Linked DNA regions of Mus musculus: region 2 is linked to region 1. A link is a contact called in public promoter capture Hi-C data. All regions are on one chromosome and are shown on one strand. Each heading gives the region's core, a stretch centred on a gene start, on an enhancer-like site or on the middle of the called end of the contact. The rest is flanking DNA. Distances are from core to core; before and after follow the strand shown.

What was found. Promoter capture Hi-C pulls out the DNA fragments that hold promoters and counts their contacts.
Region 2: a promoter capture Hi-C map of pre-B cells shows a contact between it and region 1, with 5 times the contacts expected there. The contact joins the promoter of Gcn1 here to the promoter of 4833439F03Rik in region 1. A contact is called at or near these places in 4 of 39 promoter capture datasets (hippocampal neurons, liver and pre-B cells).

The regions. Positions count from the first base shown.
Region 1 is chr5:113,134,731-113,141,111 of GRCm38.p6, forward strand. 4833439F03Rik (RIKEN cDNA 4833439F03 gene) reads left to right here and starts at 3,082. Exons shown (of 3, transcript NR_166693.1): 1 at 3,082-3,247; 2 at 3,610-4,040; 3 at 4,622-6,381. All of the region lies in intron 6 of 2900026A02Rik (RIKEN cDNA 2900026A02 gene), which reads right to left.
Region 2 is chr5:115,562,967-115,569,347 of GRCm38.p6, forward strand. Gcn1 (GCN1 activator of EIF2AK4) reads left to right here and starts at 2,297. Exons shown (of 58, transcript NM_172719.2): 1 at 2,297-2,340. The coding sequence starts at 2,323. It overlaps Rplp0 (ribosomal protein, large, P0), which reads left to right. Exons shown (of 7, transcript NM_007475.5): 7 at 317-763. The coding sequence ends at 478.

The sequences.
Region 1 (6,381 bases), core at 1,832-4,331:
GTGCCAGCCTCCATATGGATCTGAGCATCTCAGGTTTTGGTACCCATGAGGGGTCCAGAACACATCCTCATAGCTAGGAAGTGATGGTGCTTACAGCAGGGATTCTTAAAACAGGAGGTGGGCTGGAATCACCTACCAGACAAGTCCCAGGGAGCCCAGTTCACAGTTGGGACCAGTAAGGCAGGAAGGGTTGATAGGACTTGGCTAAGGCCACTTAGCCAGCCTTCCTACACACACACACACACACACACACACACACACTTTCCCTCTCACATACACACAGATACATACACATAGAAAGATACACATGCATATACTCTCACATACAGACACATACACACACACAGACACACTTTCACATACACTCAACCACATGAACACACACGCAGACATTCACACACACTCAAGATGCTCACATAGACATACACAGACACACACTCAGACACACACAGACACTCACATACACATACACACATGCACACAGTGAGATACAAACACATACACACTCAAGACACACATACATACACACAGAGACACATGCACATAGACACACATACACACTCATACAGACTCACACACACAGAGATATACACACACATGAAAACACAGAGATACAAATACACAAACACAACTCGCAGGCACATACATACAGTCATACAGACACACACACACAGAGACACATACACAGATAGACACACACTCACATTTGCACACAGTGACACACACAGAGAGACACACACATATGCAGACACACACATACACACTTCTCGCTCTTCCTCACGCCCAGGCCTCCTGAGCCAGACACCTCCGTGTACTTTTGTGCCCCCAAGTCCCCATTCTGTCCCTCCCACCCAGGTCTCTAGGCCTCTAACACACCCAGCCTTTCTCTGCACCGTGACCCTTCCTGCCTCCCGGGTCCTGGACTAAGCACCGTTTTATTTTCCTTCTTTCTTATCTGGGACAGCTAGAGGCCGCCGTCAGCCAATGACTTCAAGGCTGGCTTGAGATCTTTCCAGCCAGGCTGCCACAAATCCTCCTCTAGACACAGCCCGGGGCCCCTTTCTGGATGAGGGGTAAGATTGCCTACAGCCCCACGCCCCTGCCTGCCTTAGGAAGCTCCCACCCATAAGACAAACATTTAAGTTCAGAGTGAAAGGGGGTGTGTGCGGACTCCCCACTTCGTTGGGAACCTCTGAAGGCACGGTTTGGGAGAGAGGGCTTGGCTGCCACGCACAGGGGCCATACAGAACCCAGGTATTACACACACCACTTGGGGGTGCTCCTTGTCTGCCAATCATTCCATTCCACAGAGGGGAAAGTGAAGGCACAGAAAGGACAGAGGCCGCTGATCCACTCAAAGTAACACTCCTGGGAAGAGGCAGGCTGCTATCCAATCTCACCCAGGTGGATTTGCAGCAAGACGCAAGTCCCCCACCACACACAGTAGGATATCTTAGCACCTGACAGACTTACAAGTATTTACTTACTATGTGCCAGCATGGTGCTGACAGCATCTCAGAACAAGCACATGGTGCCCTCACTGGACAGAGGAGGAAACTGAGACTTAAGAATGGATTGAGCCAATGCCAGCTCTGCCCACCCCAGAGAGAGGCCAAGCAGGAGTGGGAAGACCTGGAAATCCACACTACTTCTGGGTGTATTTATGTTCACCCACTCGCCACCTGGGTGGCTGGCCTGTCACTGCGAGCACACTCCACATGCACAGAGGCACAGAGACTTAGGGCAGCATCCAAAGTCACACAGCCCAAGAAGAGCTAGGGCAGAGGTCAGGGAACAGAGCTAGTGTTCCTGGAGAGGATTCTGGGGAACGGGGCAGGAGGAGACAGACAAGCTGACACAGAACGAGCTCTTCCTTCGCGGAGAATGGGCGAGCACTCAAGACCCAAAGGAGTGCAGACTCCCACACAAGGAGTCACCCCTGATCAGCCTCACAGCATGGCTTCTGGCCTGGGTGAGCCCCTGCCTAGTGGCTCAGTGGCTGTGTGCGCCCTGCTGAGTCCCCTGGTCTCTGCGGACAGCTGCATTCCCCTGCCCAACACTGTCTCATAACCACACTGGCTCTGGGGACAAAAAGGGATAACTGAACCCATGTCTGGCCTCGAACGCCCCTGAAAACTGGGACAACTCAGCCCAGGGCAGAGGCCAGCTATCTGAAGACATTGGGCACTGCAACTAAGCTTCGTTCTGGTTGGTGACGTTAGTGTCCCCGAAGTCATTAGAGGTCCCAGAAACCATCTGCCAAGAGTTGGGCAGGGAAGTGTTCTTCCTGCTTCTCTCTCCCAGCCAGACTTCCCGCACCTTGCTGCGCATGCCCACGAGGTCACCGTTCTGTCTCCAGACCCGCCTCATATCACTCCAGATTACACTCACTGGCTATGATTACCCTGGTCTCACAGCATAGAACCCAATAGCTGGGCCTGGGCGCTCCACAATGGCCGGGCTCTTCACACAAGTCCAAGCTCCCAGGCTGGCAGGACCTGCCATCACCTTCCACCCAGTCCCCTACAGCTCCTCCCCTCGGAAGTCACTCAGTGTCTCACTTTTGAACAGTGGCAACCAGGCAACCGCCTTAAATCAGCACACAGGCAATGAGACCACTTGGTCACCCTGGGAGGGCAAGAGGAGATAGAGCAGGTGTCAAGTAAGCTTCCCTAAAAATAGAGATGCCGGCATGCCGTGGGGACAGCAGTGCCCCCCCAACCCCCACACAGCCCTGCTCACAGACAAGGAGCCCGGAGTCCGTTCCCCACCAGCTTCAAGCAGTGGGTGCTGCACCTGCAGAGCAGCCAACCCAGCCTACATCCCCCTCAGTATCCCAAGGCCATCATCACTGATAGGAAAAGTCCTCCCCTGAGGCTTCTACGAGTTGGCCCCCTCTCAGGAGTCCGAGGGAAGGGACCTTCCCAGGGTTGCCCTGCTATTTTAAACCACACACATCTATCCCCAAGCTTACAAGATCAGGGGCCTCAGAGTCTGGCTGTCTCTTCCGGAGGGATGAGAACCTCTGTTGGCTGCGTGCGGAGAAGCGGCGGAAGGACTCTCGGCTCCGAGAGGCCAGGTGTCTGAAGGAGGAGGTGCGCTTGAACGGGGTGCGAGCGGCGGACTCCCCGCTCCGCTCGGTGCCCACCGTGGCCGTCACCAAGTGCAGAGCCTCCTGGAAGGACCGCCTCACCGTGCCAACCCACTGAGTCATGTGTGTCTGGGCCACTGAAAGCTTGTCGCCCAGGTACTCCATAGGGCCAGCCTGGAGGAGGGGGCAGGCGGAGGCAGTTAGGAGGCCGACACTGCCAGGGTCCTGGTCCTTCTGTCGGTGACCGTCCTTGGGGAGAAGTTCTGGGCTCCGATGGGAAGCCCGGCAGAGAACATCAGCGCAAGTAAAGTAAACATCGCCCGACAGGCATCCGTGCGGGTCACGAAACAGGGACGGGACGGGTCAGCAGGGGGTCACCAGCAGGAGCCTAGAGTCAACCAACCAGGTCGTCCAGTTCTAGTCCCTGGGGCCAACCCTGATGAAGTCAAGGGGCAGGTGGCTGTGAAGAACTGGGCGAGGGGGCTGGCACCCCCAACTCACTTCCTCCGTCCATGCAGGGAGAACTCCCATGCACACCTGGGAGCCACCGCCCACCGCCGCCGGCCAGCTCTCTCTCCAGGCTCTTCTCGTCTGAACTAGGCAGATCTCCAGTCCTCAGGCTGGAGACTCCAAACCCGAAGCCGACTGAACCTGCCGCCCAGCAGGCAGCGCGCTCACTTCCGGAGAGGCAGCCACCCAGCCCGGGTCCCCTGGCCCGGCAGCCCGGAATGACATCAGCCCCCTGTCTTGGCGAGGGGTGCACAGCCCAGGAATGCAGGAGGGGCCTCGGGAGGTGGCCGCCCAGGGAGCTGGCGTCAGCCCCAGTTTTTTTTTTTTTGTTTTGTTTTTTTTTCTCCCCCTAAGTCTCAACTCGCTCGCTCGCTGTCCCTCGGGGACTTCATGTGCCAGACTGCTTACCCACCCCAGGCAGCACCGTGCAGGAACGCGGGTGAGTGCGCGCGTGTGGGGGCATGTACGTGGGAGGCGGCTGCCCCGGGGAGGTGGAGGGGCCGCTGCCGCACGAGCCTCCAGGGCTTCAGGTGAAGTCTGAGGACCTGTGGCTGGCTGTCAGTCTGTCTCCCTCTCCCGGCAGCGGCAGCGCCCTTCGGCTTCCATCTCCTTGCGGAGCTAAGCAGCTAAGCCTCCCCCACCAAGCTCCTTCCCCCTCTTATCCGCTCAGCAGTCCCTGCTGCCTCTCCTCGAGGATGGAGGACGCAGGTGACCTGCCCTGAGCTTCCCTCAAGGGTGGGTCTGGGGCTGAGGTGCCTGCATTTTGGTACAAGCAGGGTTGCCATGGCAACTTGGGGGCACAGCATCTGCCCCCTTTCCTAGGCTGGGCACAAGGAGCCATAAGGATGATTCATATGAACGAGTATCACATGAGCTCACTGTGCTTAACCCTTAAGGGCTGGAGCTTGTGGGGGCTGATAAGAGAGAAGAGGGTACACACTGGACAGGGAGGGGCATCAGCACAGTGGGACTCTGGACCTTCCAGCCAGGCTCTATTCCCCATCTCTGTTCCTTCCACAGGTGAAGAGGTGGATTCACATGTCGAAGGTCACACAGCAAGAGCACGACCAAGGTGCTCTTGGAAATGGCCCCCTCCCCATGGTTGCAAGCACGTCTGACCCCCCCCCACACCTCGCCCACTGGCAGGCCTTAAAAAAATATTGACTTTTCAAAATGCCAGGCCAAATCCAAGGTTGAAATCCACATCTGCCCAACCACCTGGTATGATCGATGCACCGCCCCCTCACCTCTCTGTCCTGAGTCAATATTTGCTCTCTAGACACCAGACTTGCCAAAGTAAGTATCTTGAAGGCCCACCCTGTGACAGACAGTGTGTGCAGGCTACCTACAGCCTCCTCTTCCTCCTCCTCATTCCAACCCCCCAACTCCCCACCCCCGGTGGTCCAGGCATCTCCGGTAAGAGTGAGCACCTCCTCTGGCCCAGCTCATGGCCCTGTGCTGTGGAGGGTCAGAGGGATGCAACACAGCTGCTGACTGATGCCACCTGAGCCTGATAAATGCTCAAAGGATCCCATTTGCTAAAAAGGGAGACTGAGGCCCAGAGAGCTGAGGCTGTGTGTGGTGGCCTGCCTCCCAGAGGCCCCCAGGGTCCCCACTACCCCTCCCACAATGCATCAGGGTTGGTCCCCAAGCGCCACAGTGAGGATGACTCTAGGGCATGTAAGGGGCAGCCATGGTGGATGCTCTGGAGGAGAAACCCACAGAGAAGAGACTAGAGTTCCAGCTAGAACCCAGCACCATGGCTGGCTACTGGACGAAGGCAGGTACCTGCCTCCGGTCAGATCCAGAGGACAGGAACCATGGCCAGCTTCCCGACTAGAGTCACTGGGAGACAAAAACTCACTCAGCCAAGCTGCCCTCAGTCTCCTGATCATAATATGTGCAAAGGTCCTGAGGTGAGCCAGGTTCATAGGGAACTGTAGGGATGAGGACAGGATGGCTTACAATGGAAGGAGGGCCCCTGACTGAGGTCAGGCTGTGTGCCCAGCAGGTGAGAGAGGTCAGACTGTGTGCCCAGCAGGTGAGATGTCACCCCAGCCTGCACCTCTGCAGATGAGGAAACATGCCAGGGGAAGGCCAATCCCCTTCTCCACCTGAGCCTGGCTCCTTCCCTAGCCTCCAAAGGGGGCTACACCCACAGTCACAGCCGGGGTTTCTGGGTTCTACAAGGAATTCACAGCAAACTCCAGGCTCCGGTCACTTCATAGACTTCCCAGGTAACCAGGGACAGACAGAAGACAGGAAAGGATAGACAGGCCCTTCCCAATCTGGCCCCAGAAAAGCCACCCCAGGAACATTTCGAGAACGAGAGGGGGACCCAAGTGTGACAGGCTATCTGGACACAGAGATGGGGATCATTCTATCCTTCGGAGGGGAGGGGGGGCCGTGAGAGGCACGAGACACATCTAAAGTGATCGTAGCTCCCACTGAATGGCTTCAAGAGGGGTGCAGCACCTGTAATATTTCTAAGAGAAGCCAAACACCCCAGATGAAACACTGCCCCTTTGGGATGGATAGACACACTGAAGCTGGGGACCAGGTTGGGATGCACAGGTGTCATCGGCTTTGAAAACACCTCAGATGGGGCTGGAGAGATGGCTCAGAGGTTAGGAGCACTAGCTGTTCTTTCAGAGGTCCTAAGTTCAGTTCCCAGCAACCACATGGGGGCTCACAACCATCTGTAATGGAATCTGCTGCCCTCTTCAGGCCTGCAGGTGAACATGCGGGTAGAATGTTGTATACATAACAAATAAATCTTT
Region 2 (6,381 bases), core at 1,047-3,546, 2.4 Mb after region 1:
AACCAAGCTCCATGTCCTGTTTGGTATTGGGTGAAAACTGGGTGGCCTTTCATTCAGGCTAGAGTCTGCCCTGAGCTAGTCAGATCCTTTGTTAATAAAAGTGGGGGGAAATGCATATTAGTGGAGGCATGCATGCTCTCATTTTAAAAGACTAGACCCCTAGAGCTGGGCCCAAGTGTCCAGCCAGCAGGCTATGCTCAGAAAGAACCCCTGGTGGGTAATCTCACTGGAAAGCTGCCACAGGACAGTCAGTTCTTAGCAGGAAGAGTGTAGGTGGTAGAACTATGATCATGCTGACTGCCTTTTCTCCCTCAAGGTCAAGGCCTTCCTGGCTGATCCATCTGCATTTGCGGCTGCTGCCCCTGCAGCTGCTGCCACCACTGCTGCCCCTGCGGCTGCTGCAGCCCCTGCCAAAGCTGAAGCAAAGGAAGAGTCGGAGGAATCAGATGAGGATATGGGATTCGGTCTCTTCGACTAATCCCGCCAAAGCAACCAAGTCAGCCTGCTTAATTTGAGAAAGATGGAAATAAAGGCTTACTTCTCTTAAAACTCCGGTCTGGATTTATTTAGTTTGTTCACTTAAGCAGGATGAAAAAGCAAAACCGCTACTGTTTACTTTGTGTTGGCATCTTTGTTTCTAAAATTAAAGCTCCTAGTGTTTTTGTGGGCTTTGTTTGTTTTTTGAGACAGTCTCTTGACTTGGTGCCATAGCTAGTCTGGGACAAAGATTTTCCAGGTGTGAATTAAAGGTGTATGTCATCAAGCCCCAAGCCTGGCCTTTATATTCCTATGGTAGTCCATGTTGGATATATATCATATGTATACATAATATATATGTATACTAAGCTCAATGGTTAAGAGACCTATGAGCCATACCAAATCTATATGGTTTGGTATCTGGGTCTGCTTTCTGTATATCACTGGATGTCCAAGCCATTGTTCATAGGTAGCCTTACTGCTCCAAGGCAGAGTGATGCAGGTCCAGAGCCCTGTTGCTTAAGGCTGAGGCAGGGGTAGAAGGCTGGGTTTGAGCTAGGCGTGGTTTAAGGACTGAAGTCTGAGAGGGCCTGAGATGGTGATACTGAGCTATGGCAAGGAGTATCCAGGTGAGTGGTGATTGAACTCGGGCCTGATTGTGCCTTTTGAGATGAGGATTGGTGTAGAAGTTGATCTGCCTCAGCCTTCTGCCTGCAGTAATTGAGTCACTGCTGTGTGTTTAGTAATGAAGTTATACTTGTGTTTGTGTAGTTTAGATGTGTAGTTGAGTTTCCACGTGCTGGCTAAAGTTTTTTCTTGGTAGATTAAGTCTTGAATACAGGGGCAGTTAATAACTAGCCACTAAGGTGTGCATGTAGGGTTGCTTTGATGTACTAATCGGGGGTGCAAACTAGAATAACTTGCTATGTAAAAAGCTGCTGCAAGAGCTAAAATACTGCCTGTGCATCACAGGTAACTAGACAAAAAGTTACCCTAGAATTGCAACCTCTAACCCGATAGTAGTTTGATGTTGGTTCATATAGGCATTCAGTAAGTGTTAAGTCTGAAAAGCTGAGGATTTAAAAAATGGGCTCTAACAAGTAGGTGAATACTGTATCAAATGCAATGCCCTATTGCTATCATTAACCTTGTGACGTCACTATACATCTATGTGTGTGTATATATATATTTTTTTTTCTTCTCCCTCCCTCACCCCCCAGGGTTTCTCTGTGTAGCCCTGGCTGTCCTGGAACTCACTTTAGACCAGGCTGGCCTTAAATCCGCCTACCTCTGCCTTCCGAGTGCTGGGATTAAAGGCGTGCGACACCACGCCCGGCCCCCCATCTGTATAGTTGCCACTGCTGAGGGCCAAGAAGCCTGGAGACCGCATTCTCCAAGCACACTCTTGAGTTATAGTAAAAATTCAATAATTGTCCTAAGACATCGAACTCTTCCTCAACCCTGTCCCTAGCTGTCTGCAGTTGAGGCTCCCAGCAGGTCACGCAATTCCCGGGTCATCCCTGCATCCCTCCCGCGTACCTCACCATCACCTGTTCTAACCTCCAAGCCTCTTGGGCCTGAGACTAGTCTTTGGGTTCATTCCTGGGGCCTAGGAAACAGCACGATGGGGGGTGTCGGTGCTGGACCCGGGATCCCCCCAAGGATGCCAGAGCTGCAGGGCGCTGTCCGGGGGAGGCCGAATCGAGGAGATCCCGCGCCCAGGGGCTGCAGAGCACGACCTGCGGCCGCCCTCCCGCCCGGGGGCGCCAGGCCTCGCCTTGCCGCGTGGGCCCTGCTGTGACCCGGAAGCGCTCCGGAAGCGGTTCCGGACTGGGCGCCGGCAGGATGGCGGCGGACACGCAGGTGAGGCGGGCGGCTGCGGCGGCCAACGCGGCGGGCGGCGGGGACCGGACCCGGAGCGCGGGCAGTGGGGCGGCGGGATTGCCCGGGCGGAGGCTGCGGCGCCCACGGCCGCGGAGGGCGCAGACGGAAGCGGCGGCGCGGGGGAAGGGGGCGGCGGCTGCTCGCGGCTCGAGGCTCCGGCCGGCCTGGGCGAGCAGAGCGACCCTGGACTCGAGCATCTTGCCATCCGCTTGGCTTCGGGGTAGCGGGTGCCGTGCTGGGGCTGTGCGGGTCCCGGCGGTGGCAGAGCTTACACTCGGCGTCGGCTACGGTTCTCCGGAGCCCGCGGGGCGATGCAGAGGCCCCCCGACTCTGTGCCCACACTCGGAGCGTAGCCTTTTTATGTCCATACGGGTTCGGAGTTGAGCCTCCGCTCGTTGGTTTCGTCAAGGCGTTGGATCAATGACATCACCCCTCAGGGTCTCGGTCCTTTTAACATTTGGTGGTGGTGATAATACCGATATCCTATGTTATTTTATGGGAAGATGTATTGAGACAAAATAGTAGGGTCCCATGTGGGTTTGCTGGGTGTTAACTGGGTCCTGGGTGAGATCTCAAAATGTCTTCACCTGCGAAGAGTCGTGACACCGTTGTGCGTTCACACCTGTGGGTACCTTGCAGTTCAGGGAGGCGTTGAGGCTACCCCCTTCTCCATCTCAGCCTCTTTTGTAGCCTCGTGGAAGGATGAAATAATAAATAAGAAACATAATTTTTTTTTCTCTCCATGTCTCCATCCCACCCTCCCTTTTCAAAAATGTAGATCAAGGCCAGGTAGTGGTGGCGCGGTGGTGGCACGTCTCTAATCCCAGCACTTGGAAGGCAGAGGCAGGTGGATCTCTGAGTGCCAGTCCAGCCTGGTCTACAGAGGGAGTTCCAGGCAGACATGGGTACACACACACACACAAAACCCCTGTCTTGAGAAACAAACAAATTAAAAATATATATATATAGTGAGTTGGCTTTGAACTTGTAGCCATCTTGCCTGTGGCTTCTTAATGGGTGGGTGGGGGGCTTACCCTGCCTGGCAGGAACGTATTTAAAAAACAGTTTGAGTCTCTGGGGTGAGATTAATTGATTTTTATGTTTGATCCTCAAGGCCCGCCAAAGAGGAGCCATTTAACCTGATCATTAAAAAGATGCTTTGCAAGGGTCTTCAGTAAAAGGGTTTGGTAATTTGTTTAGACAGAGCTGCGTCTTAGTGAATCCTAAGAAGGGAAGTTACTTAATGTTTCTGAATATTTAAGAATCTTCTCCCTAGAGTTGTGTTATTTAGTAGTAGGTTACCTAACTGTGCTATCAAAAGAGCCGTAAAGCTTACTTAAGTTCGTCAGAATTAAATGAAATTTAAAAATTCGGTTCTCCACCTGTGCTTCAAGTGATTTGTCCTTCATGTCTTCAGAGCAGCCACATCAGGTTTGTCATTTCAGAAAATCCTCTCTTGGGCAGTGGTGTCTGCAGAGATATCGGTGGACTTGGGAGGTGTGAGAGCTGATCTTTCCAATGCCCAGTGTGACTCCTAGAGGCTCTTAGCATATAAGGTTTCCAGTGGGAAACTTTTCCTATCTTACTTTGTAGCGCTGGGGACCCAGCCCAGGGCCCTCACGCTTGCTGGGCAAGGGCTGAGCAACAAGCTATTCCTAATCTGGCAACTTCTGATTAAGGAAAAGAGCTTCGACTTCCTTGTCAAATATGAAAAGTTCCTGCATATTTGTGAGAGAACTATCACTATGAGTTTAATGCTTTGTTATTGCCCAGCGTGGTGGCACAGGGGTTTTGTTGTTTTGTTTTTTTGTCACAGTACTCGGGAATCAGAGACAGCAGGATCTCTCAAAGTTCCATGCCATCCAAGGCTGCACTGTGATAAGACCTTGTCTCTAAAAAAAAAAAATAAAGAAAATAAAAGGAAGTTTAATGTTACCATATTGGAAGGCAGAGGGTAGTACATATGCATTATTTTCTCAAACCTCAGTAAGGTTGGTAAAGCATTTAAAAAATTATAATACGGGGCCAGCAAGATGTTTTATTGGGTAAAAGTGCTTGTTGATGTGCCAGCAAAATGGCCTGAGTTTTGACCCCTGTATCCCTTGGTGGAAGGAGAGAACTGATTCCTGAAAGTTGTCCTCTGACCTGTGCACGCATGAGCGCACGTGTGTGTACACACACACACACACACCATGGCATGTGAACATCTGAACACATGCACGGTGCACATACACATGCGCATGCTCTCTAGGCTGTGTGGGAACCCAGTGGTGGAGTCTGGCATCCACGAGTTCCATCCCTAGCATCCCTCCTCCAAGATATTTTAGGGCGGAGGGCAGGCTCGGTGATGGACCTTGTGTCTGGCATGTACATTTCAAGCCTTGTTGTCTGGTCCCCAGCACAGCAAGGCAGACCCAGCAAATGGATGTGGGAGCAGCAGTGCACAGGCAGCAGTGGCCAAGTCTGGAGGCTAGAACGTGAGAAGAGGTAGAGTTTGGTTGGTTGGTTTTTGAGTCAGGGTTTCTCCGTGTAACCCTGGCTTTACTGGAACTCTGTAGACCAGGCTGGCCTCAAACTCAGAGAGCTCTTCTTCTGCCTCCCAACCTTGGTATCAAGGGTGTGCACACACACACCCCGTCCCCCGTGAGATACAGATTTCCGAACACTGAAGGAAATGACTCCTGATCCGTGAGCTAGGAAACTCAGGAACCAACGGGAAGACCTTGCAGAACCTCTGAAAGGCAGAGCTCACGGGATCAGGATCCTTCACTGATGGAGATGTTTCCAGACCAGAGTTCTCAGCACTGTGGATAAAATAGTCTTACAGCAAAGCATTTGACCATGAAATTTCAGAATCTTTAAAAAAAAAAAAAAAAAAAAAGGCCTAGAAGTTTCTAGACAGAAAACCCGATCCCTTCTAAAAGATCAAAGCAGAACCAGGCATTCCTAGAACCAAACACAGTAGGTTAGAGTTGGAGGCCTGCTTGTACATAGTGCGACCAACCATGTCAGAACAAAAAATATTACAACAGCTTTGGTCTTCCCAACCCTAGGTAAAGGTTAGCATTCAGTGGAGGAGTACAGTCGCCTCAGTGTTCTGAAGGACAGTGATTTCAGCATGGAGTTCTGCGTCATGGCAGACTTGACTATGAGGCTCGAGCCTTTTCACGGACCCTGGGGGCACTTGTGGTGGTTACCTTACACATGGAAGAACAGAGAACTCAGGGAGACAGGCTCCTGGACGAAGGGCAGAATCTTCCGGAATAAAGACACACAACCAAGAATTTGAGTTGAATAATTAATAAGATTAGGAAGAACACCGCAAACAGGATCGTGGGAAGGGCAATTATTAACTCCAGGGAAAGGCATTCTAGGCGGAATGAGGAACACAGTCATTAAATGGAGGTCGTGTCGGTACTGTTTCCGTACAGTTCCAGCATCAATCACCGCAGCTGGCTCATTGTGACCCTGAGGACTGCTATTGATGGGATGGAGAGAGTGGTGGGGTCAGAGTCCGAAGGCCACTGGCGGGAAAACAAAAGTCTCACTGCAAGCACCTCCATGTTTGGGAACAGTGGAGGTGACACTGAAGTGCTGGCCAGGCTCAGGCTTGGGGGACAGATCTGGAGCTCCTGGGCTCTTTGCCGGTATGGAAGTGAGAACAAAGGACACTTAAATTACCAAAGCCAGCCGGGCGTGGGGGCACATTCCTTTCTCTGAGCACTGGGGATGCAGGCAAGTTCAAGGCCAGCTTGATCTGTATAGTGAGTTCCAGGACAGCCAGGGCCATAAGAAAACCAAACCAAACCAAAAACAAACAAACAAACAAACAAACAATCAAAAAGCAAGAAATAGTTTGGAGACCACCGTGTCCATTCCCTAGAGAATTAGAGTAGGAATTTAAGCATAAAAGAAAAAGCAGGAACCGGTGAGCCCGATCCCGGGACCCACTGTGGGGAACTCCCACAAGTTGTTCCCTAATCTCCACACTCAACGTTTGCCCTTCTCCAAAGTACACGT